Linked DNA regions of Mus musculus: all the other regions are linked to region 2. Evidence: chromatin contacts called from public capture Hi-C and promoter capture Hi-C data. All regions are on one chromosome and are shown on one strand. The core of a region is the stretch at or near the end of the contact, and the rest is flanking DNA. Distances in the headings are between cores, read along the strand shown. Region 1 holds the start of Lynx1 (Ly6/neurotoxin 1). Region 2 holds the start of Ly6h (lymphocyte antigen 6 complex, locus H). Region 3 holds the start of Lypd2 (Ly6/Plaur domain containing 2).

Region 1 (4,230 bases), core at 1,579-4,078, 810 kb after region 2:
GCCAGCACCACTTGTTGAAAATGCTGTCTTTCTTCCACTGGATGGTTTTAGCTCCCTTGTCGAAGATCAAGTGACCATAGGTGTGTGGATTCATTTCTGGGTCTTCAATTCTATTCCATTGGTCTACTTGTCTGTCACTATACCAGTACCAAGCAGTTTTTATCACAATTGCTCTGTAGTAAAGCTTTAGGTCAGGCATGGTGATTCCACCAGAGGTTCTTTTATCCTTGAGAAAAGTTTTTGCTATCCTAGGTTTTTTGCTATTCCAGATGAATTTGCAGATTGCTCTTTCTACTTCGTTGAAGAATTGAGTTGGAATTTTGATGGGATTGCATTGAATCTGTAGATTGCTTTTGGCAAGATAGCCATTTTAAGGCTATACTCAACAAAACTGGAAAACCTGGATGAAATGGACAAATTTCTAGACAGATACCAGGTACCAAAATAAAATCAGGATCAAGTTAACGATCTAAACAGTCCCATATCCCCTAAAGAAATAGAAGCAGTCATTAATAGTCTCTCAGCCAAAAAAAAAAAAAAAAACCCAGGACCAGGTGGGTTTAGTGCAGAGTTCTATCAGATCTTCAAAGAAGATCTAATTCCAGTTCTACACAAACTATTCCACAAAAAAGAAGTAGAAGGTACTCTACCCAACTCATTCTATGAAGCCACAATTACTCTGATACCTAAACCACAGAAAGATCCAACAAAGATAGAGAACTTCAAACCAATTTCCCTTATGAATATCGATGCAAAAATACTCAATAAAATTCTAGCTAACCGAATCCGAGAACACATTAAAACAATCATCCATCCTGACCAAGTAGGTTTTATTCCAGGGATGCAAGGATGGTTTAATATATGGAAATCCATCAACGTAATCCATAATATAAACAAACTCAAAGACAAAAACCACATGATCTCCTTAGACGCGGATAAAGCATTCGACACGATCCAACACCCATTCATGATAAAAGTCTTGGAAAGATCAGGAATTCAAGGCCCATACCTAAACATGATAAAAGCAATCTACAGCAAACCAGTAGCCAACATCAAAGTAAATGGAGAGAAGCTGGAAGCAATCCCACTAAAATCAGGGACTAGACAAGGCTGCCCACTTTCTCCCTACCTATTCAAAATTGTACTTGAAGTCCTAGCCAGAGCAATTCGACAACAAAAGGAGATCAAGGGGATACAAATTGGAAAAGATGAAGTCAAAATATCACTTTTTGCAGATGATATGATAGTATATATAAGTGACCCTAAAAATTCCACCAGAGAACACCTAAACCTGATAAACAGCTTCGGTGAAGTAGCTGGATATAAAATTAACTCAAACAAGTCAATGGCCTTTCTCTACACAAAGAATAAACAGGCTGAGAAAGAAATTAGGGAAACAACACCCTTCTCAATAGTCACAAATAATATAAAATATCTTGGAGTGACTCTAACTAAGGAAGTGAAAGATCTGTATGATAAGAACTTCAAGTCTCTGAAGAAAGAAATTAAAGAAGATCTCAGAAGATGGAAAGATCTCCCATGCTCATGGATTGGCAGGATCAACATTGTAAAAATGGCTATCTTGCCAAAAGAAATCTACAGATTCTGAATTACTTTTCTATTGGTGGGACAAAACACCACGATTAAGGCAACTTATAAAAGACAGCATTTAATTTTGGCTTACCATTTCAGAAAGGTGGAGCCCAGGAGTGGAGGAGCAAAGGCACGGAGGCAGGAAGAGCTGAGAGCTCAGCCTCAATTCTCTCCCCCACCCCCATGCAGGATTGATGCTTCATCCACCTGCACACCTCCTCCAAAAAGAGCACACCTTTTAGTCCCCACCCCCTGCCCACATCGGGGACCAAATATTTAAGCATATGACTCTATGGGAGCCGATCTTATTTCTGCGCACTGCCACACGGTCTTTGTGGATGGTTTGGAGGAACGGGTATGTTTTCTCAAGGACTAGAGTTTATTGGTTGTTTGTCTCCGTTGTTTTTATTTTTATTTGTTTTTTTTTTCAAGACAGGGTTCCTCCGTGTAACGAGCCCTGGCTGCCCTGGAACTTCCTTTGTAAACCAGGCTGGCCTTGAACTCACAGAAATCCACCTGCCTCTACCTCCCAGCTCCTACTCCTCTGGTGTGTTTGTCTTAGTTCTAAGGCCCCTTGTATGTATGTGCGCATGCACCTGCTGGAAGAATGCCCTATGCACTCTTCGCTATTACTACAGACTTTATTTTCTTCCTCCCACAACAGGAAAAAAAGTAGGATTCGTGAAGAACTATTAAAATTTGGCTGCTTTTGAAACACAATAAAAATAAAATGAATTTTAGCTACATAGAGCAATTATTTAGTGGCACACTTTTGATGGTAAGAACTGCTTGTCAGCCATTGGATTCCTCTAAGGCTTGCTCGAAAGCGTTGCTATGGATCCCAAGTAAGGGCAGAGGTGCGGTGAGGTCCTTCTCCAGGTAGTGCCTCTTCCCAGAGTCAGCATGCCCACACAGTGCAGCTTGGTCTGTGGGGGCAGGGCAGCAGGGATGAGGAGAGCTACGGCAAAACCTGAGGAGAATTTTCAGGAGGTGTATACTCTCCTCTGGGTCGCTACTGGGAATCTTCACATGAGTAGGTGCATTCTGATGCCCAGCGATGCCCAGGCTTTGCTCACTAGGTCCATTACCAGAAAGAGTTTATCCCGGAGACTGAGCCTACAGAAGGCAGGCTGGGGCGGGGTTTGAGCGGTCTCCGGGGCGGAGCGTGTGTCCTGGGGGCGGGGTGGGCGGGGCCAGTCGTGAGCAGGCACTGCGGATCTGTTGCCCCGGCGGAGCCTACTTGGCCTGCCTGCGATGCGGTACCAACACCGCACGAAGTGTGTACAGATTCCCAGTTAGACAGCAGGAGGGACCTGGGAGCGGCCAGGGGTGAGTTTCCATGACGATAGGGATCGTGGTGGTGAAGGGCAAGGGCGAGGTCACTCCACACCCAGCCCGCCCTGGGAGTCCTTCCAAGCAAGACTGCAGTCTTTCGGGCGGAGCTCCCCGAGATGGGGCAGGCTCAGTCGAGCCTCAGGCCAGGCCTGAGGCAGGACTTCAGCATCCCGGGCTGGCACCTAGAAAATGGGTCATAAAGGGTGGGTTGTCTTCCGGGAGGGTATTTTGGTACCCCTACAGCAAGGGCCGGCCCGAGTCTATAGGCAGGGAGGAGAGTATTAGTTCACATCCCCCTCCAACAGTCCCAAACACCAGACCCAGCCTACGGAGCTCTGTCTCGGGCAAGCATCGTCCGGCCCCTTCCCCTGTGGTGAAGGAGTCACACAGCCCTGCACTTCTCTGCGCACGGGGGTTGGGGAGACTTCACGCAGTGAGAGCAAACGCGAGAAGGACCCCTGCCCCACGAAGAGTCCAAACCTGGCTTCCAGTCTTATTTTGGCAAGCCTCTTGCACTCTGGGCTTTGCCAGGAAGAGACTGCATGCCAAGTATCCCCTGCAAAAAAAAAAAAAAAAAAAGACCCCCTGGGTGAAGTTCTCTTTGTGTTTGGCATTCAAGGACTCTGGGACTTCCTGGTTTTCATTGATGTTGCCCATTTTTCCCCGTCTTTAGCTCCCTCCGCCCTCCCTTTTTGCTTGCTTTTGGTCGGAATGCTCCATATCCCACTCCCTCCTCCCATCTCCAGGTAACTGGAAATCAGTGACACCCACTGAGCTGGGAGGGCTCTTGTGCCCGCCCCAGCCCAGCTGTCATTACAAATCTCTGTCATCGTCTATGCAGGGATGTTTTATCTCTAAGAGACCAAGAGCTCAGGCAGGGCTTCTGTGCCCTGCTTCCTCCCTGGCTTGAGCTGGATCCTGGACCAGCTGCTGACCTCCTGTTCACTCTGGCACTGCCCTCACGTCTCCGTCATGACCCATCTGCTCACAGTGTTCCTGGTGGCCCTGATGGGCCTGCCTGTGGGTAAGGTGGACAGAGGCTAGAGGGACCCGGTTGAAGCCTGACCCTGGGAAAAGGTGGGTGGAGAAAGGGCAGGCTGGCCAGAATTCTCTCCCCTTCTGGATGTCCTGATCTGGCCGCCAGTGGAAGTGGGAGGTTGCCTGGAGACAGCTGGGGTCTGACTGACAGGAAAAGGATTTCTTCCTGCTCTCTGATCCCCATCCTCATCCACAGCCCAGGCTCTGGAGTGCCACGTGTGTGCCTACAATGGAGACAACTGCTTCAAACCCATGCGCTGCCCA
Region 2 (4,161 bases), core at 542-3,041:
ATCTCTACCAACACTTATCTTTCACCAGTTCTGACTTATTTTAAGTAGACTGTCTCTAAACACCATCACTGGAATTTCAATTAGACTTTTCTTAGCTCTCTGCACACAATCTTTTGTGGTTCTAAACTTCTTATTTTGTGTTACATCATTGATCTCTTGTGGGCAGGAGTCCTACCACTGAATTATATCCTTAGCCTTTCCTGATGATTTCTTCAAATTTGTCTTCCAGCTCATAAATTCCCTCTTCATCTGTGTCTAATTTGCTGGCTAATTTAACTCTGTGCTAAGTTGTTTTTCTTTTTTAAACATCAACTTTATTAAGATACAATATATCACATACCACACAACTCATTCTTTATTGAATACATTTCAGTGACTTTTAGTGTATTAATAAAGTTGTGTATCCATCACCAGAATCTAATTTTAGGGCATTTCATTACTACAAAATGATTAGTCGTGTCCCAAGCCGGTCATTCCTTTCCCTCCCTGTACTTGGCTAATCTTTCTGTCTTTGTTGGATTCTTACACTTTGGGGCATTTCATGTAAATAAAAGGGTGTGACATGTAGGGTGTTTGTTGCTTCCCCCCCGCCCCCCCAGATTTCTTTTTCAGTGATCACCTCCTTTTCCTGGGAGTCCTTTTAAGGCCTGCATTGGTCTTTTTTCATGTGAGCGAAGTTTCTTTCTGTCAGGTAAACTTGCGGTTTGGCTTGGGGTTGTGTGTTTCTTCTTCTAGCATGTCTTAATAAGCACATTGGCTTTGTGTTCGAGGAGGTTTGTTAGTGTTGAGGGAAATCTAGTCAGGCCGCCTGCCTTTTCAAGCTGCGGCATGATGAACAGGGGTTCAAGGACCATTTACTCCCCTAAAAACACTTCTTACCTAGAAGCCTCACCAAGCCTCTGCTCTGCAAGAATCCATACTATAGCTCAGCCTGTCAACCTGAGTGCAGGCTCAGGCACAGCTGCTCTCACCCCAGTCTGATGGCAGGCTGGCTCTGGGCTCCACAATGGAGTGGAGTGCGGGACTTCTTTTGCAGAGAATTGTGTATGAACTAATTCTTATCCTCGGCACTCTCTTCATCTAGATCCCTTCTTCAAAGTGTCTAGTCCCTCTATTCCTCAGCACTTGTGAACTACTCAAGTGCTCACGCTGTTTGATCACCTGGTGACTTGTGTGACCCTGGGCAGGAGGAGGCTCTATTGCTAAGTGTTCTCCTTACCTGTAACTCAACACCGAGACACCAAGGCAACATGCATCTATAATGTGCTGTTTAGATCAAAGAGAACAGACTATACGCTCAGACTGACAGCAGAGGTTGTCACATCTAGCAAGGACTTGGTATTAGTGACAGTCATTTGTCTGGTATGAGGTTCTGTGGTGGGGGTGGGGCGGGCGGGCAGAATCCAAGGTGTGCTAGCTGCTTTTTCCAGGGCCTAGGGTTTTGAACACGGAACACCTTTCCTCCTGTGTGACAAGGGAGCGAAGGGAGCTGTGGCTTACCCTGAGCCCAAGAGAGCTGGAAGGGCAGGGGGGGAGCAGGAGCCCAAGGTGTGAACCTGGTGTGATCCTTACACAGGGGCCAGGATTGTCATCTCTGTGTGTGGGTGTGGTTGGTAACAAAAGTCCCTAGGGCTGAGTTGCCGGTGGGCGTCGTCATGGGCACTCTTAGGAGTAGAATTGGCTGGAACTATCGGATGCGAGGTGGATGCTGGGGAGGGAGGAGCCCCAAGGCTGGGCGTCTGAACCCCACAGCCCTACCTCTCCGCTTCCCTCTTTCGCTGCGTCTTTGTGCATTTTGCTTCCTTTAGCAGCCAAAGCTCTTCCGAGAATCTGCAAGGGACCTCGGCCAAGCAGAGTGGGAGGATCCTCCCACGCCGGGTAGGGAGGTGGAAAAGGGTGGGGGGCTGCTGCGGCGGGAGCAGGAGCGGGAGACCTAGAAGGGGCGTTGCGCGCGGACGAAAGGCGCCGAGGCCGGGTAGGGCGACCTGCTGAGTGGCCTCCAGCCCTGGGCGCCCCCCACCCCGCGCGTCTCCCAGCTGTGCGAGGCCCCCGCCCCGGTTCCGCCCCGCCCCTCGCGCGGGGTCCGCGTCTGCGGCTGCGTTCCCCGAAAGACGAAGCTGCGCCCCGGTTCCGGTCCGCAGGGAGACCGAAGGGCATCGCTCCCCGCGCCGTGCCCGCCGCTGAGCCCGGAGTGCGGACACCCCAGGGATGTGAGTGCGCCCCCCACCCCGAGGCCCGCACTCCACGCCCCGATTCGCGGTGAGCGCCGAGGCGCGCGCGCGGGGACCAGGGGAGGGGACTCGGCGCGGGGTTCCCGGCCCCCCAGCCCAGGGGTGGGGACGAGGACGGGGACGCGGCGCGCAACCCTCCCCCGCCGGCAGGTAAGGTGCGCTCCCTCCTCCCGCTTTTCCTGTCCGGACGCACCTACAGCTCCTTGGGGAGAGAAGACAATCTCCCCACGCAGGTGCAGGGCGAAGGCTGCGGGGACCTCGGGTGGCCACCTCACCGGAGAGGGCAGACCTCTTTTCCCTGGAGGGGAGGCTGTGATGGTGGATGCTCCCGGTGATGGGTTGGGGGTGGGGCATTGCGAGCTCCTGGACCTCCCCCCCCCCCCCCGCGCGCTTTTGATTCCTGGGGGATGGTTACATCTTCAGGCCAGAAAAGGGAAGGGTGTTTAGGGTTGGGTCCTCTGACCGAGGCTATTCCCCTCCAGGCCTGCGCCCCAGAGGACCCCCGCCTGCAGCCCCCGCGCCTCTTTCAGGCCCTATCGGAGCATGCTGCCTGCAGCCATGAAGAGCCTCGGTCTGGCGCTGCTGGCCTTGCTTCTCTGCCCCTCGCCGGGTGAGTCGGGGGCCCGCGGGGAGGGGTCATATCACGGGAAGCACCACTCTTAGATCTCAGCTCCAGCCACCGGGGGCTCTCCCCACACTCGAGGGCATCCAGCGCCTTTCCACCTTTCTTCTAGTACTGCGCAGATGTCCCTCATTCTCAGAGGTTCAGCGAGCTTCCTATTAAGTCGGGTGGACCTTTCCTGTCTTGGAACCTACCTATCTTTGGGGGTGCTGTGTGTAGGAGTAAGAGGATGCGGGAGGCAGGATGTGTAGGCACAGCACAGGGTCAACCTGGAGGCCCACTCTGGGTCTTGTGGGAGTGAACTCTTCTGTGAGCATGGTTCTGCCGTGATAGCTGCAGCAGGTTGGGGAAGAGGGGGTGTAGGGTCTGGCTGTCCAGACTCGGGTTCCCCTGGTTATCCCTCTCTCATGCCCTGCCTAGCCCATGGCCTGTGGTGCCAGGACTGCACCCTGGCCAATTCCAGCCATTGCGCTCCGAAGCAGTGCCAGCCCACCGATACCGTTTGTGCCAGCGTGCGGATCACCGACCCCAGCAGCAGTAAGCCTGGACCGGGTGAGGGGGCGGGGCTACTGAAAGCTAGATCTAGGGAGAGATCAGAGGTGTCCTCTGAGTTCCTCTTCCCTGGGACAAGATCATGACTTTGAGGCAAGACAACACTGGCTTGTTCCTCCCTGGTTCCACGTCTTAAACTGATCTGGAGGGTCCTGGGTTCTAGGGAAGGGACAGAGCTCAGATGGAAGTGGACCTTAGCCCCCATGCCTTCCTTCTTTCCCCCCAGGCAGGAAGGATCATTCTGTGAACAAGATGTGTGCTTCCTCCTGCGACTTCGTTAAGCGGCACTTTTTCTCAGACTATCTGATGGGGTTCATTAACTCTGGGATCTTAAAAGTCGACGTGGACTGCTGCGAGAAAGATTTGTGCAACGGGGCATCGGTCGCAGGACGCAGCCCCTGGGCCCTGGCTGGGGGGCTCCTGCTCAGCCTGGGGCCTGCTCTTCTCTGGGCTGGGCCCTAAGACCCCTCCCTCCCTCCTGCTGGGCTTTGGAGCTTGTCCCCTAAGCCTGTTGCTGCCCCTCCCCAGCCTGGCCTGGCTGGGGCTGGGACAGCAAGGGTTTGGCATCAAGGTCTGAGGCTCTCAACCTCCCTAGATGTGAGTGAGCCTTCTCCGTTTCTCCACCAGCTCCATATCCCAAGCAGCTGAATATCTCCAGGAGTCCAGACATCCTGGCAGGAAGCTGGGGTAGGGGGGAGGGGGAGGGCAAGGGACTGAGACCCTCCAGGTCTCCAAGGGGAGGGAGGTCAAGCCAGG
Region 3 (4,251 bases), core at 1,018-3,517, 830 kb after region 2:
CCCCAGTCACACACAGAACTGATCCTGGTTATATACTTACTCCTGATTCTAATCACCGTGCTTTCTTCCTGGTTATACTCTGAGACCTGATCTTGTTCACACTTCGGGCCCTGACCATGGTCACACACTGAGACCTGATCCTGGTCATAGTCTGAGGTTTGGTTCCAATCATATTCTGAGCCCTGATCCTGGTAACACTCTAAGCTCCGACTCCCTTATACTCTGAGTCTTGATCAGGTTACACTCTGAGCCTTGACCCTAGTCACACACTAAGCTTTGATCCAATGGTTTCTGGAATTGGGAAGGGAAGGACGTGGACCTCTCAGAGCAGAGGCCTCCCAGACGGAGCCAGCCCAGACCCTGGCTAGGCTACATTCCTCCCTGCCCCAAGACGGGAACTTCCCAGGTACCACTTGGGTGGGTGTTAATTCTAGGAGTGATACTTAGGGGGTCGGGTATATTCCAGGGGGTGAGGCAGAGTTGGAGGCCCTGGGCCCAAGGACAGAAAGGAGCTGAGCTGAGTTGGGTGCGGTGGAGAAATCGGGTTTGACCAAAGGACACACATGGGTGTGAATTGGGGCTGTCTAATCCAGTTAACCTCAGCCCATCCGTCCCCACAGCTGTGTGGTCACAGCCATTCGTGGTGAATGATTTGCAAAATCAGACAGGCTTGGGATGCCACCCGGCTTGCTAGGTGACCTTGTCTTAGTCAATTAACTTCTCAGAACCTAGTTTCTTTATCCACTCTAAAATTAATTAGTGCTCTGTCCCTCCAGAACTGTCACAAGGAAAAATACAGTTGGCAGGCTGAGCGTCTGACTCATGCCAGGCTAGGAAAGCCCTGGGAAGTACAGAGGTTGGTCCAGAGCCTAGGCAAATGAGGACCTTCCCATGCAGGGTGAAGCCAGACCCCAGTGGAGCTCCTGAGGGCAGTGGCAAGAGTGGACATACCTTGCTGGGGGCATAACAAGAACAAAGCCAGAGTAGGAGTAAGGTTGGGATGCTGGACAAAGAGACACCTGGGAAGCCCAGCAACAGTGTGGTCTTTACCACTAGCAGAGTCAGGCAGGTAGATATGCTCCCCACCCCTACATGTCTCAGCTGGGACAAGCTACTCTAGGAAGATACCTGTGGGAAATCAGGACGAGCCAGGTGCTGCCAGGTCATGGGGATCCCTGTCATAGCATTCTGTCTAGGGCAAGGACACTACACTCTACACATACACACACACACACACACACACACACACACACACACACACACACACACACACACACACAGAGAGAGAGAGAGACAGACAGACAGACAGACAGACAGACAGACAGGCAGACCTGATGCTATGGTGACCCCCACCCTTAAAATTATGTTTGTTGCTACTTCATAACTGTAATTTTGCTACTGTTATGAATCATAATGTAATTTTTTTTTAAAGATAGAGGATTGACAAAGGGATCAAGACCCACGGGTTTCGAATTGCTGTCCCTACCTCTTGACCTTCAGTGGAGAGAGGAAGGAGGAGGTGGAGGGGCCCAGGAAAGTCCTGCCTAAGATCAGCCTATGAGCCATTGGAGATCAAGGTGTGCAGACAAGCCGAGAGTGGATGGCCCTCCAGGAAACATGAAACAGTGTCCCCCAAAGCAACCCTGGGCCTCCCCAGCTCACCCATCCTCCAAAACACCTTCCTGTTGATCAAGCAAGTTCTGTCTTTGTTCCTTAGGCCTTTGAGTAAACTCTGGGCTGGTTGTCAGTGGCAATTTGGCACACCCCACCTTCCCCCTGACCACTTCAGAGGAGCTGGGAGGTGCAAGATCATCTTGGAAAGATTCCATCCAAGAGCTGCTGGGCCAAAGCTCTGGAGAAGGCCACAAGGTAAAAGCTCTTTACCACAGCTGGAAAAGTGCAGGAGAGCCCAGCTCCCATTGTCCCATTCTGTGCAGCCTGAAGACCCCTGACCTGTCCTGGAAGAAGGAATCTGGAAGATTTTCTTGGCTAGGAGTTGTAGGGTGGTGTGGAAGGGTCCCCAGTGGGAAAAGAAAGACGACCCATAACCTATGGGGAGGAGAGGGGCCTGGGAAGGGTGGAACAGCAGCTTTGAGGGGTGGAGCTCGAACAGTCTGAGAGGGCTGGGTAGGGTCCGAGGGAGCCCCAGGGAGCCCTGGGGAATGGGGTGTGGGTGAGGAAGCAGGGCAGGCCCTCCAGAAATCTGATCCTCCTCTAATCTGCTTAGCCAACCGGTCAGACCACCGCTGTAGGCATTTCCCCACCAGGCAGGCCTGAGTGAGGACCTCGACCATGCAGGGGACCTGGATGGTGCTGTTGGCACTGATATTGGGCACCTTCGGGGAGCTTGGTGAGCATGGGGGAGCACGGGAGCGGGCCCCAGGACTATTCTCAGAGAGAGTTTCTCATGGGGGAGTTTCAGAGAAGGAGAACGCTGAGCCGGGACCGGCCAGGCGGGCAGAAGCCGGCACCAAAGCCCTAGGTGCCAGCGGAGAGCCTCAGGATACTGGTGTGTTTGCTAGTGCAAGCCTTTCAGCAGGAGAAGAGGGGAGATCTCGGATGCTGGGGCAGATGGCCTGGGACTCTGGATATGATGGACATGTAATTGGGGAAAGGACATCCAGAAATATCCAGAGACAGGGTGAGACAAACAAGTGGCGACATGATGTTGACTGTCAGCCCGTTATGTGCTCAGTGATGAGGGCTCAAGCCAGGCTGTTCCATACAGTTCTTGGAGAGGTTGACTGAACCAGAGGCAGAGGCCCTACCAGGTCACTGTCTGTGTGGGGTTGGGGGAGGGATGACTTCCCTGTGTGTCTGAATTGATTGGAGACAAGCTAGGCTTCCTGGGGCTTCTGGGATTGGGTCTGGAATGCTAGCAAGACTGTACAGTGCCTTCCAGCCAGGCTCTACACCCGCAGCCCTCCCCTCAGGGAAGACACCTTTGCCAAGCTGGTACCTGTGAACTCCTCTGTGCAGCTCCCACCCAGTGTTCCAAGGACCTGCTTGTCTGACCCCCATGACAGGCAGCACTTCAGCAGAAGGGCATTTGGTGATGAGGAAGTGCAAGGGCGTCTGCCTTAACAATGTCTGCTCACACCGATCTGCGGTTGTGGTGTGCGCGTGAATGTACGTGTGTGTGCGCGCGCGTGCGCGTGTGCGTGTGCGCGTGTGCGTGCGTGTGCGTGTGCGCGTGTGCGTGTGCGTGTGCGTGTGTGTGTGTGTGTGTGTGTGTTTTGATGATTATTCCAAATCAGCTGTCCCCATCCTGGTCCCAGGCTGAGCCCACTATTCCAGGGGCACATTCTGTAAGACCCTGATTCAATGGTCATGTTGTCTCCCCTGAGCTTGGTTAGTGGGCATCTGGTCCCTGGTTAGTGTCCTTGTCTTCTGAGACTAAGCCTCCATGGCAGAGCAGGACATTGGGTGAAGACATTTTGGGCTTTTGAGACAGGAAGGCCTGTTCACTGCCCTCTCATCCCTCCTCTCCTAGCTATGGCCTTACAGTGCTACACCTGTGCGAATCCTGTGAGTGCATCCAACTGTGTCACCACCACCCACTGCCACATCAATGAAACCATGTGCAAGACTACGCTCTACTCCCTGGAGATTGGTCAGTAGGATCTGCGTGGGACAGAACTGGGATCCCCTTTTCTGACCACGGATCCCTGACCATCTGGGTCCCCACACAGCCTGCACCATCATCCCACCATTTCTGCCAAGAGACTTTCTGTCCAGGCCATTAGCCCCCACCCTTCCCCCTCTCCCCTCATCATGGGAGGCCCCTGAAGTTTTTCTGGAAGTCCTTGTAAAGCTGTCTTACAACTTGTGTTTTACATTCTATATAACATACAAATCCTCCCACAGACCAATTCAAGATGCCATAGGTGTCCCTTGTACATCAAAGGCTTCAGTGGTCCTAGAGAAAGGGGAATCTAGGCTAGTGGGGTGGTTGATCCCAGAGTGGGTGGTCCCTGAGCTTGGGGTACAGAGGTAGTAAAGGAATGGTCCTTCAGGTTGACACTTTGTGCATCCTACAGTTTTCCCTTTCCTGGGGGACTCCACGGTGACCAAGTCCTGCGCCAGCAAGTGTGAGCCTTCGGATGTGGATGGCATTGGGCAAACCCGGCCAGTGTCCTGCTGCAATTCTGACCTATGCAACGTGGATGGGGCACCCAGCCTGGGCAGTCCTGGTGGCCTGCTCCTTGCCCTGGCACTTTTCTTGCTCTTGGGTGTCCTGCTGTAAAGCCA

The links. Promoter capture Hi-C pulls out the DNA fragments that hold promoters and counts their contacts. Capture Hi-C pulls out chosen DNA fragments and counts their contacts.
Region 1: a promoter capture Hi-C map of embryonic stem cells shows a contact between it and region 2, with 4 times the contacts expected there. The contact joins the promoter of Lynx1 here to the promoter of Ly6h in region 2. A contact is called at or near these places in 1 of 39 promoter capture datasets (embryonic stem cells) and 1 of 115 datasets of contacts at active chromatin or transcription factors (forebrain).
Region 3: a capture Hi-C map of embryonic stem cells shows a contact between it and region 2, with 2.6 times the contacts expected there. The contact joins the promoter of Lypd2 here to the promoter of Ly6h in region 2. A contact is called at or near these places in 1 of 39 promoter capture datasets (hippocampal neurons), 2 of 115 datasets of contacts at active chromatin or transcription factors (astrocytes and embryonic stem cells) and 1 of 9 other capture datasets (embryonic stem cells).

What each region holds. Positions count from the first base shown.
Region 1 is chr15:74,751,577-74,755,806 of GRCm38.p6, reverse strand. Lynx1 (Ly6/neurotoxin 1) reads left to right here and starts at 2,828. Exons shown (of 4, transcript NM_011838.4): 1 at 2,828-2,922; 2 at 3,770-3,952; 3 at 4,163-4,230. The coding sequence starts at 3,901.
Region 2 is chr15:75,564,812-75,568,972 of GRCm38.p6, reverse strand. It overlaps Ly6h (lymphocyte antigen 6 complex, locus H), which reads left to right and starts at 1,791. Exons shown (of 4, transcript NM_011837.3): 1 at 1,791-2,210; 2 at 2,714-2,841; 3 at 3,274-3,390; 4 at 3,632-4,161. The coding sequence starts at 2,209. The coding sequence ends at 3,867.
Region 3 is chr15:74,732,329-74,736,579 of GRCm38.p6, reverse strand. It overlaps Lypd2 (Ly6/Plaur domain containing 2), which reads left to right and starts at 2,267. Exons shown (of 3, transcript NM_026671.1): 1 at 2,267-2,350; 2 at 3,494-3,613; 3 at 4,041-4,251. The coding sequence starts at 2,293. The coding sequence ends at 4,246. Gm33124 (a long non-coding RNA gene) reads right to left here and starts at 1,699. Exons shown (of 3, transcript XR_384182.2): 1 at 1,663-1,699.